Regions from separate parts of the Mus musculus genome. Here regions 1, 3, 4 and 5 are each linked to region 2. A link is a contact called in public promoter capture Hi-C data. All regions are on one chromosome and are shown on one strand. The core of a region is the stretch at or near the end of the contact, and the rest is flanking DNA. Distances in the headings are between cores, read along the strand shown.

Region 1 (2,700 bases), core at 65-2,564, 780 kb after region 2:
TCCCCCTTATGTAGCCCTTGAACTCACTAGTAGCCCAGGCTAAACTCAAACTTCCAATCTTCCTGTCTCTATTTTCCAAGTGCTGGGATGACAGGTATGTACCCCCAAAGCTTGGTTCTTTCTATGGCCATTTAAATCTCTATTGTTCTCTTCCAATTATTTTGTTCTCCAGCTTTGTCTCCACCTCAATCACTGTGGGATATTGTCATTGTCATTATTACATTGTTACATTGTCCCCATCTCAGTCGGTCATTGGGGGAGATCACCATTGCCATTGTTACATTGTCCCCATCTCAGTCGGTCATTGGGGGAGATCACCATTGCCATTGTTACATTGTTCCCATCTCATCAATTTAGGGCGACTCAAACAGGCACTAGTGGGTAAATTTGGAGCCACTTCAGAGAGGAGAGGGCATTTCCTGATGTTCAGTGAGGACCAGCAACTAGACCCGTGCCAGCGTCTTAGCAAATCTAAGAAGGATGGTCACAACCTGCCGACTCTTCGGAACTGACCATTTACAGGGGAAGGTAATCAGTAGCCAAGGCCAGACAGTGTTTATTTATTTGTTTATTCATTCATTTTTGCAGTACTGGGGATTGAACCCAGGGCCTTGGGTATGCTAGGCCAGCCGCAGCCCCCCAGCCAAGCCTATATACTTAGTTAATACACTGACCATAGAGCCTTCATCTGGGGGAGCTAAGGAAAACGAGTCTAGCATGACTTCACATAAAGGGTGGCTCATGAAACATTAGAGGCAGCATGATAAGAAGGTAGTTTAGGTAAGCAGGGTAGCCACAGGGTAGCATGCACTGGGACAGGTGAGGATGTGTTGCGGGAAATATTAAAAACGAACCGGCATGTTCCTGTGCTTGTGCCAGCAACTCTCTGCCCCGGCGGCATGACCAGGCATGCACTGGTGGGCAATGGCTGTCCTTTTTTATCTTGACCTTTTTTTGAAGCACAGGGTCGCTACCATGCCAGCCCTATGCTTCAAAGCCCTCACAGCCTTTGCACATCTGGCAAACCCATGCTTTGCCGCCATACCGTCCTCACTGGAACCCAGTTGAAATGCCATGAGAAGAAAAACACCACACAAACTTAGCTCAGAAACAATGGTAACTCATTCTCTGGGCACAACAACTAAAACCCAATCTTGTAAGCCTTATTAAATTTGATTCCTCCAGTGGCAAATCCTGGCAGATCCACTATGATACCGGGAAACTCTAGCAGTTACATCTTGCCCTTACTCTATTCCCGTTCCAAATGCCCCTACCTCTCTTCTCTTTCTCTTCCGCCATCCAATCCGGAAGTCCCACCTACTCACCCAGTGATTGGCTCCTTTATTCATTAGAGGATTGGTTCACAAGAAGTCACCTGGTATGTGACTCACTCCTTGTCCACAACCCCTCCCAGGAGAATGGAATTAGCATCGAAATACAAATAGCACCAGGCCCATCCACAACAAAGATGGAATGTTCCAGAAGCCAGGCTGTACTGCTCAGAGCTCACTGATGAAGGCTGAGGGATAGATCGGACCAGATGTGGAGAGCTAAGTGAGTGAGGCCCTGGGCTTCATCCCCAGCAACATAAAGAAAAAGAAAAAGAAAAAAAAAATCCAGAGATTAGAAATGTAAGATTATTCCAAGTGAAGGAAGGTCTTTGAAAAGAAAGGCCCTTGAAAACGGAGATCCCCCCCCCCCAAGGGGAAGGAAAAGGAGCTTTCACAGGGCAGGAGTGCAGGCCCGGAGCAGCCACCACGTAATGAAAGCAATGTTCCACCAGGCAACCAAGATCCTCAGCAAGATTCTGAGGGTGGCTAATTGCTATTAAACCAATAAACAGGGAACCATGTTCTTCATCTCCCAGACAAGCCCACGTGGCCTGTTTTACCAATCCTTTGTGGTTTTAAACCATATAAAACAAAGTCTTTCTTTCACCCCAACCATCAACTGGCTTTCCTGCTTCATTTAATCCACAAGTGTTTTCCATTGCTTCACAGAGAAAAACCACCCCACCCTCCCTCCAAAGTAATCTATTTCTAGCTGAAGACCATGGTGTGGCCCCAACATGTCACAGACTGGGTGTTCCAAGACAGCAGCTAAGCTTTCTAGATCATTCTCGAGACTGCTCACCAAGACCTTTCTGAGCTGGGTGAACACTTAGAGGCCACCTTAGGGACCTGGGCAGCGGGCTCCTGAAGTGGTAAACATCCTCATTTATGTCTCTATTTGGAAATATGGACACTTGTACACAGGAGACAGTTGTAGCAATGCACTGAACTTGCAGTGAGTCCCCTGGAGAAAAACTACTGTGGTCCCAAGCCCTGTAGGTCTTGCCTCAATTCTCTTCCACACCAGTCAGCCTCGCAGCTGGGGGTGGAACTCAGTGATTGTACTATTAATGTCAGTTGTCAGCTTGACGCAGCCTAGGGTCACCTGAGATGAAATCCATAGAGGAATTTTCTGGATCCCATTGGCCTGCTGCCATGTGTGTAAGAAAGGTGCAAGAGGCCTGGGAAGACATCTCAATCAGTAAAGAACCTGCTGTGCGAGCTCAAGGACCTGAGTTCAATTCCCAGCACCCCCATAAAGTCAGGTATAGCGGCATGCACTTGTAATTCCAGGACCAGGAGGTGGACAGGGGGATCCTGGGGCTTACCAGTCCAATCTTCAAGCCGCAGATGCCACTGAGAAAGCGTG
Region 2 (2,700 bases), core at 97-2,596:
CAGCTGCGGCAGTCGCTCAGAAGCAGCCCCGTATCCCACACCTGGGACTAGAGGGAAAACAGTCTTATCATATTTCTGTGTTTCTTAAGGAAACCAAAATTCCAAAATTGTCACTTCAAATGATGATCACTACTGGAAAAACTCCAGTTGTCCAATCCTTCAGCTTGCAGCAAGCTGGATGACCATCCCAGAAACACTGAAACGTTAAAGGGACGGTGTTCTAGTGCTCCACACAGCTCAGAGGACCCGAAGGGCTGCATGCAAGTGGTTGCTAAGAAGTATTTTTTTTTATTTATATTTATATTTGTGTGTGTGTGTGTGTGTGTGTGTGTGTGTGTGTCTGTGTGTGTGTCTGTGTGCTAGTATACTGGCTCCCTTTGAGGTGAGGCAAGGATGTTCTCTTCCAGTCCTCTGCGAGAGCAGCAAGCATAATTGGAACACTGAGCCATCTCCCCAGCCAGGTTATAAAGAAGTATAAGCATTTTGCTATTGTTGTCTTCTTGCATCTCCACAAACATAGTTTCGTGTTTTAAAGATGCTTATAACTAGTCATTAATATTAATATAGTTCATTAAATAATACATAGGTTGGCCGGGCGTGGTGGCGCATGCCTTTAATCCCAGCACTCGGGAGGCAGAGGCAGGCGGATTTCTGAGTTCGAGGCCAGCCTGGTCTACAAAGTGAGTTCCAGGACAGCCAGGGCTATACAGAGAAACCCTATCTCGAAAAACAAAAAACAAAAAAACAAAACAAAACAAAAATAATACATAGGTTGAACCTAGGGTCTCCGGCTTGCCAGGCATACTCCCTATCACTGAGCTATCTCCTTAGGCCAAGGGCTCCATGTTTTACTTTGTGTTATCATCCCTGGGAACAGTGTATCAGGTGAGGAGATCCCATAGAAGTCACCAGAATGGCCCTGTGGCTCAGTGAGCTTCACCAGACAGACATCTTGTATTCAGATATCAGGAGCCATTCTTGTCTGACATTTGGATGCAAATAATCTCTGAGAAATTCCTTCTTTCTCTGGCCCCATATGTTTCAGCCGTGGCTCCCAGCATCCTACCCCATCTTGAGAACATGCAAAGAACTCATTCAAACACGCCATCTGCTTCTCCCACTTGGACTCAGGCTGAGTATTTCTCAGAGCATCTCCTTGGGCACGGACGTTGGCAAGGACAGTTTAAAACTGCCCCTGCCAGGGCCCACAAGCTCCACTTCTGTGGAGATTTTTCCAGGGGCCAAAAACATCTCCAGTGTTCTGGCCTGGAGCAGCCAATGGAAACCACAGCCAGGACCCCTCCCACTCTCCCCCAGTGGCATCCCGGCTTCCTGCCTTCTGTTTCTCTCTCTCTCTTGCCTGTCTGCCTGACTCAGAAGTGAGGACTTACTGGGCAGCTGCTTCAGAGTACTGGGGACTTCCAAGATACCTCACCTTATTATCTGTCCTGTGGTTTCTGGGGGTGCTCTGTAAAGATGTCCTGGAGACGGGTCATTCTCCTGTCATCTCTCTTGGCCCTGGTGCTCCTGTGTAGTGAGTATGGGAGGGTCAAAGGGTGGGTGGTGTTAGCTACACAGGAATACTTACTACGTATAGGTAAATTTGTTCAGGTGGCATAGGTAGGAGGGGTGTGTTTAGTAAGGAAACTATTCTTGGTGTGTGTTTGTGTGTGTGCAAAAGATAATGTAATAGAGAAAAACAGCAAAGATAAAAAATAGGAAGCAACCCAGCTCATATGGTGGGTTTCCATCAAGACTGGATGGTATGCCAAGGGGCAGAGCGCCCCATATGCAGTCTGGCAAGCCACTGCACCCAGAACTATCGAAGCCCCACCGGGGCCTCTGATGTTGCCACCTTTCCTTGTGCCTTACCCTACAGTGCTACAGGAGGGGACCAGCGCTTCTGTGGGGAGCAGGCAGGCAGCTGCAGAGGGGGTGCAGGAAGGTGAGTCTAGGGGCGATCCCTACATGTGGGAGAGGTGGATCCTGCTCCCCCATCCCATGTGCGTGTGAAGAGCCCTTTTCTGGTTTCAGGTGTGAAACAGAAGATTTTCATGCAAGAATCTGATGCCTCCAATTTCCTCAAGAGGCGTGGCAAGCGGTCTCCTAAGTCCCGAGATGAAGTTAATGGTAAGGCTGCTGGATGGTCTCCCTCCCACTGTGGAAGACCAAAGCCCCAAGAGATTAAAGTTCTGGGAGCAGTAGTACGATATCTGGGGCCAGTGAGATGGCTCAAAGGGTGAAAGTGAGTGGAATTAAGTCCTTGGATTGCATTTGGTAGAAGACAACTGGCCCCAAAAAGTTGCTCTCTGACCTCCATGTGCACACAGTGGTAGGAATATGTCCCTAGTAAATTAAATAAATAAAAATATAGAAACGGTATCATATTTCACTGTCTGTGGGCCACTGGTTGAACTGAATGTGGCATCAGAGTAAAGAACTGTATAAAATAAACCACCTTAAGAGGACCAGGGGGCTGGTGAGATGGCTCAGTGGGTAAGAGCACCCGACTGCTCTTCCAAAGGTCTGAAGTTCAAATCCCAGCAACCACATGGTGGCTCACAACCATCTGTAACAAGATCTGACGCCCTCTTCTGGGGTGTCTGAAGACAGCTACAGTGTACTTACATATAATAAATAAATAAATCTTAAAAAAAAAAAAAAAAGAGGACCAGGATGAGCTGGGCAGTGGTGGTGCAC
Region 3 (2,700 bases), core at 151-2,650, 870 kb after region 2:
TCCAGAGTTCGAATCCCAGCAACCACATGGTGGCTCACAACCATCCGTAACAAGATCTGACTCCCTCTTCTGGTGTGTCTGAAGACAGCTACAGTGTACTTACATATAATAATAAAATAAATAAAATTAAAAAAAAAAAAATTCACTTTAATGAGGCTTTATTAAATCCAAAAGGTAACAGGCAACATTTTTCATGTGTTTACTATGTGCTACAAAAGAGTGGCAACATTTTAAGTATTTTTTTTCTTTTGCAATTCTCATGACAATCCTATTATGTTTCTAAGTTTTCAAATGTGGTTTAGAGAGATTAAGTAATTTGCTGAAGATGCTGATAGAACCAGAATTCAAAGCCAGACAGAGGGTTCTGACTCTACAATCTAATTCTTGGGGGCAGGATTTTGTTTTTTGTGGTTTTGTTTTGTTTTGTTTTTGGATGCACCAATTCACCGTGGGCATTCTGCAAACCTGGACAGATTCCTTGTTCCAGGCCAGAGAACTAGAGAATAGGATCCCACCTTCTCAGCCAGGCGGTGGTGGCTCACGCCTTTAATCCCAGCACTTGGGAGGCAGAGGCAGGTGGATTTCTGAGTTCGAGGCCAGCCTGGTCTACAAAGTGAGTTCCAGGACAGCAAGGGCTACACAGAGAAACCCTGTCTCAAAAATCAAAAAAAAAAAAAAAAAAAAAAAAAAAACCCAAAACCAAAAACCAAACGATCCCACTTTCTCTCCAGATGGGTTGCTTCTTCTCAGAACACTGGATCGTCAGTAGCAATGCAACCTATACACACTACCAAACTGGAGCTTCATCCAGACTTGGAGGTACCGTCTGTATCACTGTTCTCATTGTACAATGATGGAACGCAACTCTCACCAGAGGGGGTTGTCGGTCAGCAGCAGGCAAAGTCTCCAGTTTTGTTTTGTTTATTGCCTTGCGCTTCTGACAATTCCCAAAGTATCTATTTCAATCTACCCTACCGAGGACCCCCACCGCCTCCCTACCTCCCTCGACTCGCTCTTTGATTCCGAACAGGACGCACGGCAAACACTGATCTACTTGTTAATCTTGCTCCGTCAAAGCCAATAGAAAATCCGCAGCTCGACACAGTCGCTCCCACTGAGTAGAAGGCCTGCGGATTTTGTTTAGTTTTCTGAAGGGATGGGATTTACCCAAACCCCCCGGTTTGACTCCGGGATAGGTTACCTCTTGATGGTAAGGCTTCGGAAAAGTGGGTACCACGCGGAGAACTGACAGTGACTAACATGCTCCTTCTTCATTCTCCAGCTGCCGCGTCAATAGCCGCCTTTCCCTCTCCCGCCAGCCCTCTCCCGGAACCCTGCGCAGCACTTCCGGAAGTGCCGACCGAGCCGTCTTAAAGAAAGGACTCTTCCGGTCCGTAAAAGTCCGCTGGCGCTAGACTCTAGAGCCATGGTAGACTGTATGCTTAGCGTGCCCACACAGACGCGCAAGACACACAGAGATCTGAGTCCGCAGAGAAGAGGCACGAAAGCGTAGATTTTTAGGAAGCTTACATCTCCGCTTTCGTCTGTATGCACCTCGACCCGGAAGGTAATCATCTGAAGCTAGCTGAGCTTCTACGGGTGCCTGGAGGAGGACGTGTGCACATCCTCCTTGCACCACGAGAGGCGCCGGTGTCTCTAGCGGTGGCGCCTGATTCTACGGAGACTGCAGCTTCTGCCTGATCCTTTTTCCTTTCCTCCTCAATCCCTTCCACATCCCACAGTTTAGTGTAGGTAAGTGGGCGCGAGCCAACCTCGGTACTAAGTGTCCTTGGAGAGGGGAAGGGAAAAAAGGGCGCGAGCACAACCGATGGTGCCCAGAGTACAGCCCGCCGCGCGCGCGTGTCTCCGCGTCTGCGCCTGAGCGCGAGACGAGAACCCGGGATCCAGGCGGACCAGCCTGGGCTACGAGAGGAACCTGGGAACAGCACAGTAAATGTTGGAACACATCAGTTGAGGCATCTACAAGAAGGATGGCCCCTTCTCATTCCGGAAAGTAGATTTTAGAGACACAGGGAAGAAGTCCCGCATGCACGATTCTGGGGAGGAGGGTGGTATTTTACGATCCTGAAGATGAAAGAAGCGATGTTCGTCTGAGAAATCAAGAAAAAGGGGAAAGTTGTGTCTTTTAAGCTTAAAGTTTAGTCCAATTCCGAAAAAGTTACCAGTGTGGAAAAAGCACATATTTTTATCAATGTCTCTGCAATGATGAAATCGTAAAAGGTTGGAAGAGTTTGTATACGACAACTTGTGATATCATTTTTCTCCCTACTCCTTTTTCCATCTATCATCCTACAAAGTTCAGTTTCTTTTTAAAAAAAAAAAAAAAAAAGGAAAAAAATCACCAGCTGCAAGAGACAGGCCTTTCAAACCCTCTGGTGCTTCCTGTAATGTAGAAGCCTTGGGCATGTTCCAAGCACGTATTTGTCCAGAAGCACCACATTTCTGATACTCACCCTCACAGAAAAATAAATTGCATTTTCCACAGCGCATCTAAGCAGTTTAAATTAGAGAGAGAGGAAAAACCCCAGCCACTGTTGACCTCTTTAGAAAGGTATTTGTTAGAACTGATGAACAGAATCCTCTGTATTTTGAATTAGAATTCGTGCTCGCGCGTGCACACACACACAGGAGAGGTATACATTGTTTGAAATGTTACAGGTAAAGTGGTTGGAAGCATTG
Region 4 (2,700 bases), core at 66-2,565, 970 kb after region 2:
ACTATAGCTGGTCCATGATAGCAGGTCGTGGTGGCACACACCTTTAGTCCCACACTAAGGAGGTGGAGGCAAGCAGATCTCAGGGTTTGAGGCCTCTGGGGTCTACATAGCTAGTTCCTGGATAGCCGGGGCTCCACAGAGTAACACGGTCTCAAAGAAAAAAAAAATTGACTGCATACAAATGAATGAGATGAGGTTTATTTTTAGTGGTCCCGGGGTAAATAGCAAAGTACTAAAGTTCCTAAGTGTGAAGAAAGAGTCAAAGGTCTAATCAGGCTCTTAGAAGTTAAAGAGGAGCCTGGCAGTGATGGCGCACGCCTTTAATCCCAGCACTCGGGAGGCAGAGGCAGGCGGATTTCTGAGTTCGAGGCCAGCCTGGTCTACAAAGTGAGTTCCAGGACAGCCAGAGCTATACAGAGAAACCCTGTCTCGAAAAACAAACAAAACAAAAACAAACAAACAAACAAACAAAAAAACCAAGGGGAAGAAGAAGAAGCAGCAGCAGCACAGAGATGTCACACAGTTGGCCCTGAAAATCCACTTAAGAACTGGGAGGTCAGCGGAGCGTGGTGGCGCTCGCCTGTAATCCCAGCACTCAGGAGGCGGGAGTTCGAGGCCAGCCTGGTCTACAAAGTGAGTTCCAGGATAGCCAGGGCTATACAGAGTCGAAAAACAAAAAACAAAAACCAAACAAACAAAAGAACTGGGAGGTCTTAGAAAGTGTCTCCTCCCACAGACCAGTCTCTGCCAATAGCCAAATTCCCACTTCTTTAAGGGAAAGAAATTAAAAGAAGCTGTCCCCAAGCCAGGACCCAATAAGAAAGATGGGTAGATTACGTGGAAACAAAGCCAGGGATGTCTAACTGTGAAGGTTAGACACTGGTGAGACCTCGACACTGACAATTCCCAAGCTTCCCTCCGTCTGTCTCCTCTGCTCTCCAAGGCCAGATTCCTCACAGGCCAGAAGCTCCCCGGAGCCACCACAAGCTGCACAGGAGCCCCCTCTGGTCCTTGCCCTCTGCCCGCTGCATCCCCAACCTGAGGGGCGTGCACGGTCGCCTCGAGGCTCTCCGCTCTTGGCTTTCCTAGGCCGGTATCCATAGACGCCCCTCTCCGTCTGGTAACCGCGCCGGAGAAGCAGAACGGCCCGGCGGAGAGCTCTCCCTGCAGCTGCCACAGTGGCGGCCGATGCCATATCCAATCTGGGGTCGAAGACGCCGTGGAAGAATAGAAAAATAAGAGCTACAACCAAGGAGAGCGAGGGTCCGGTGCAGGAGAGGAGACCCGAACACACCACGTGAGTCTGAGGACCCGTCCCAGGATAACGCCCCCAGGCCTCATTGGTCAAGAGGCGGGCCTCTCAGGGCCAATGAAAGGCTGGAATCTGAGGAGTAGGCACGCCTTGTATACAGGCTGGTAGGTTTGGGGGAGATCTCGGGGTCAAAGGCCTCCTGGATTTGGACCCCGTGCAAGGCTGGCGACCCGCCTTAATAGTCACCCTCTGCTGGAAGCTCCAGAGTACAGCCGCGTAGTTTTCATTACAGAAACAACGAATGCAGAAAGAAAGAATTTGGGAGAGAGAAGAAAACTCAATTTCACCTTGTTTTAAAGTTAGCCTGCAAATTGATAGGTTTCATCACTACATTGCATTTTTATTCATACTTCGTTCTCTGTTGTCCTTCCTTACCGTCCCTCCCCTTTGATGCCTTCTACTCTCCTGTATTCTCCCCTCTTCTCTCCTCCCGCCCCACCCTCCCAGCCCCCAACCTCACCCTGAGACAGGGTTTCTCTGTGTCCTGGAACTCGCCCTGTAGATCAGGATGGCATTGAACTCAGAGGTCTGCCTGCCTCTCTGCCTCCTGAGTGCTGGGATCAAAGGCATGGGCCACCACCACCCTACTAAGGCCTTTATATTGGTGCTGTGATGTAAGGATGCTGCCCTATCAACCAACATATAGAAGTAGGTAGGTACAGTAGCCAAACAAGCCCTCCACTAGGCAGGTATCAGACTACAAGTTCTAATGCCAACCTTACTAGGCCATGTAGTTACTTAGACCTTAAATGTATTAGCATATATGATTTGTGAAACTGATGTTCTCCTCTTAACATTTTTCACACATGTATATGTACTTTGATCAAATTCCTCACCCCATTCAACCTCCTCTTGTCCCTGCCCCCACTAGCTCTTCCTTCCTCCCAAATGTGACTGCTTCCATTTTCATGTTTCTTATAATGCTCTCTGTCTATGGGAGTTTTGCCTGCATGTATGTCTGTGCACCAGGTGCAAACAGTGCCTGTGGATCCACAAAGAGGACATAAGCACCCAGGAACTGGAGTAACAGATAGCTGTTGCCACCATGTGGGCACTGGGAATCCAAGCCAGATCCTCTGGGAGAGTAGCCAGGGTTCTCGAGTTCCTCTCCAGCCCTTTAAGATTCTATATATCTATATCTATGTATGCCTGTATATGTATATATATTCCAATATATATTTGTTTTTCTCTCTGAGCCTGGCTTACTTTGCTTAATGTGATGTGGTGGTCTGAATAAGAGTGGTCCCCATAGGCTCATAGATTTGAATGCTTGGTCACAAGGGAGTGGCACTACTTGACAGGGATTAGAAGATGTGGCCTTGTTGGGGGAAGTGTGTTCCTGGAGGTGGGCTTTAGTTCAAATCAGGCCCAGTGTCTCTCTTCTCCTG
Region 5 (2,737 bases), core at 210-2,709, 830 kb after region 2:
ATCTAAAAACACAACTTCAAAATATATTACTAAAAAACCAACACAATTAGAAACCAAAAGATTTTAACATGCACGGTTGCTCAATAACTAAAAAATCAAGTGGCCAAAGGAAAAAAAATTGGGAAAGATTTTTTCCCCATGTGATAAAGTCTCCATATAAAAAATAAAGAAATAGCACAAAGAACCCCTGCCAGTATTGCTCATCTGTAATTCTATCCCTTCCCCGAAAATGTGTTTGATCTGAAAAGGATGCGCGTTTGCTTCCAAAGCTACATATTTCAGCAACAAGCCTGGTCTAGATCCATGAGTCTGCAGAACACAGCACACGCTGGACTTCCTTTGTTTGGCATGATCAAGTTACAAAGCCAAACTTACAATAGCAAGACTCAAAATTAAACAACATTCTGTCCAGAAAGCAATAAAACAAGTTATCAGCAACACAAGTCACAGGGAAAAGACTAGAAAGGAACAACATTGATTTTCTAAGACTCTAAAATAAGAGGCAGATGGATCTTTGTGAGTTCCAGGCCAACTTGCTCTACATAGTGAGTTCTGAGCTAGCTAGAGCTATGCAGTGAAACCCCCCCACCTTCTGCCTCTGTGTGTCTCTCTCTTATATACACACACACAATGTAAATAAGGATTTTAAATTCTAGCCGTACATCATCATCCCTGAGGGGGCTTCTGAAACCTTACCCAGTGTCCATCCTAGACTCACAGAATGGGTGGGCTACTGACCTGATGTGCATAGAACAGTTAAGACTCTACAGCCCTGAATCAAGTTGCCCAACAACAATAAACATAGACACGCCAAAGTGTCACTAGGTACAAACACTTCAGTTATATGTCACGAGCCAAACTACTTACAGACACGAGTGAGCTTTCTACAAGAATAGCCACAAAATAATATATTCAAGAAAGTGTCTAACAAACTCTGATACACGTACCATTGAGTAAATGCAAATGGGTTTTACAATATGGTCTAAATCTCGGAACGGAAACTGTCAGGATGTTTAGACTGGCATGCTTCTCGCTTTTAAAAATGAACTCTTTTTCAGATCTGCAGGATCTCAGCTACCATTACTTATATACTCGTCCAACTTCACTTTAATTCCTCAACTCTTTTACAGGCTAAACAGCTGCGTCTACCTGTCAGCCCCACTGAGTTAGTGATCAGGACATTTGCCAGGGACAGGAGGCAGCTTGGCAGGTTCCAACATTTTCAACTGCCGATATGAAATAACTAGTTTAGTATCTATACACTGCAGGCAGATAACACTTACCCCACAGCATATACAGACTGAGATACAGAACTAAATGATAATAAAAGCCTTCCGGGAAGGGAGCGTGTTCTAGACAAAAGGCTGGTTTTACCCTGTTCTAACTGCCTAGATGCTGCCTGCCACAGGCCACACCTCGCGAACACAAGTCTGCCACTTCCACATCAAGATAACTTCCTCCAACGTTCAAGGCTATCTTGTTTGATGCTTCCTGTGGGCAGTACAGCAGCTAGCACAGCACAGACACACACAGCAGGCTGCCAACGTCTTTACCAGGAAGCAGAGAAGCGACTCCTGCCTGCGGGATCAGATGTCTGTCTATGAACTCACCCTGCTTCCCAGGCCTCGGAGGTTTCTTTCCGTCCAGCTGGAACTTTCCCAAGCATCCTTCCTTGTCTCGACCTCTGCTCCCCTGTCCTTTCAGATGTGTTTGTGATTGTGTGCATGTGTGCTGTGTTCACATGTGTCTTCAGAGAACCTGCCTCTCACCAGCCAGAAGTACCAAGGCGACAAGCACTGGCAAGGATCTGGGGACCAGGAGTCCTCACGGACTGTGGGGAGGAAGGTAAGCTAGTCTAGCTGAGGAAGAGCATGCAAGTGCCCTACAAAGTTAAAGAGGCTCCTAGGGAGGCTCGGCCTTTGAAGGCACTTGCTGACAAACCTGAGGTCCTGGGCTTGATCCCAGGAACCCACATGGTGGAAAGACAGAAGCACACTCAAGTCCATGTTCTCACACGATCAATGTAAATAAATAAAGAGATTAAAAACAGACACACCATATGACCCAGCATCCCAGTTCTTGGGCATACATCCAAAGACGTGAATACCTGAAAGAACAGTTGTCCCCCAATCTCAATTTCCACACTACCCACAACAACCTGGAAGTGCAGACAAATAGATAAAGAAAATGTGGTCCAAACACACAACAGAACTGTTGAGCAATAAGAAACATAGCTGCCTAGTACTCTGGGGCAATGCGGATGAACTGGGAGGCGTAATGTAAGTGAACTAATCCAGGAAAAAGGGCAAATACCACAGGATCTCATTCATATGTGAACTCAACCAGGGATCTTCCACGGGTCAAGGGTAGAAAGACGGCTACCAGAGGCTGGTGTGGGGAGCGACGTGGCAGAAGATGATCAATAGTTAATAAAGAAGAATAAGAAGTTCTGTATGCTACTGCACAGAGGGGAGACCATTGGGGCCTCCAACATTTAACTACTGGGATAGGATACTGTCACCTCCAACGTCTCTAGTGACACTTATACCTATCCTGGAGGCTGGGGTGCCTGCCAGACAATGAGGATGTGCTGTCAGTTCAGTAAACTCAGGCCAGAAACGGGAGAATTTTGAATGTTCTTACCATAAAGGGATGACAAACATTTGAGTAGGAACTCCTTTGGTTTCCCATATGAATGAAATCATGTAGTACTTGCCCTTTGCCTGGATTAGTTCAC

Evidence for each region. Promoter capture Hi-C pulls out the DNA fragments that hold promoters and counts their contacts.
Region 1: a contact with region 2 is called in a promoter capture Hi-C map of embryonic stem cells, with 4 times the contacts expected there. The contact joins the enhancer-like site here to the promoter of Ucma in region 2. A contact is called at or near these places in 7 of 39 promoter capture datasets (the 3T3-L1 cell line, 3T3-L1-derived adipocytes, the C10 cell line and 4 more).
Region 3: a contact with region 2 is called in a promoter capture Hi-C map of hippocampal neurons, with 4 times the contacts expected there. The contact joins the promoter of Nudt5 here to the promoter of Ucma in region 2. A contact is called at or near these places in 12 of 39 promoter capture datasets (the 3T3-L1 cell line, the HPC-7 cell line, cranial neural crest and 8 more), 7 of 115 datasets of contacts at active chromatin or transcription factors (bone marrow-derived macrophages, embryonic limb bud, embryonic stem cells and 2 more) and 1 of 9 other capture datasets (embryonic stem cells).
Region 4: a promoter capture Hi-C map of cranial neural crest shows a contact between it and region 2. The contact joins the promoter of Dhtkd1 here to the promoter of Ucma in region 2. A contact is called at or near these places in 8 of 39 promoter capture datasets (the 3T3-L1 cell line, cranial neural crest, embryonic stem cells and 5 more) and 2 of 115 datasets of contacts at active chromatin or transcription factors (embryonic stem cells and large pre-B cells).
Region 5: a contact with region 2 is called in a promoter capture Hi-C map of embryonic stem cells, with 5 times the contacts expected there. The contact joins the enhancer-like site here to the promoter of Ucma in region 2. A contact is called at or near these places in 6 of 39 promoter capture datasets (the 3T3-L1 cell line, cranial neural crest, embryonic stem cells and 3 more) and 1 of 9 other capture datasets (embryonic stem cells).

The regions. Positions count from the first base shown.
Region 1 is chr2:5,759,442-5,762,141 of GRCm38.p6, forward strand. No RefSeq gene overlaps it. Among named protein-coding and RNA genes, the nearest start is that of Gm29857, 33 kb to the left of the region's middle. Within about 2 kb of position 1,315, at least 8 of the 459 cell types and tissues checked have an H3K27ac peak or open chromatin away from gene starts, as enhancers often do. A contact at or near this core is called in embryonic stem cells, where this site is marked.
Region 2 is chr2:4,974,776-4,977,475 of GRCm38.p6, forward strand. It overlaps Ucma (upper zone of growth plate and cartilage matrix associated), which reads left to right and starts at 1,347. Exons shown (of 5, transcript NM_001113558.2): 1 at 1,347-1,534; 2 at 1,880-1,945; 3 at 2,035-2,130. The coding sequence starts at 1,477.
Region 3 is chr2:5,843,634-5,846,333 of GRCm38.p6, forward strand. It overlaps Nudt5 (nudix (nucleoside diphosphate linked moiety X)-type motif 5), which reads left to right and starts at 1,401. Exons shown (of 10, transcript NM_016918.3): 1 at 1,401-1,752. Cdc123 (cell division cycle 123) reads right to left here and starts at 1,544. Exons shown (of 13, transcript NM_133837.5): 1 at 1,202-1,544. The coding sequence starts at 1,275.
Region 4 is chr2:5,941,477-5,944,176 of GRCm38.p6, forward strand. Dhtkd1 (dehydrogenase E1 and transketolase domain containing 1) reads right to left here and starts at 1,316. Exons shown (of 17, transcript NM_001081131.2): 1 at 1,039-1,316. The coding sequence starts at 1,195.
Region 5 is chr2:5,800,017-5,802,753 of GRCm38.p6, forward strand. All of the region lies in intron 10 of Cdc123 (cell division cycle 123), which reads right to left. Among named protein-coding and RNA genes, the nearest start is that of Gm29984, 24 kb to the right of the region's middle. Within about 2 kb of position 1,460, at least 104 of the 459 cell types and tissues checked have an H3K27ac peak or open chromatin away from gene starts, as enhancers often do. A contact at or near this core is called in embryonic stem cells and hematopoietic stem and progenitor cells, where this site is marked.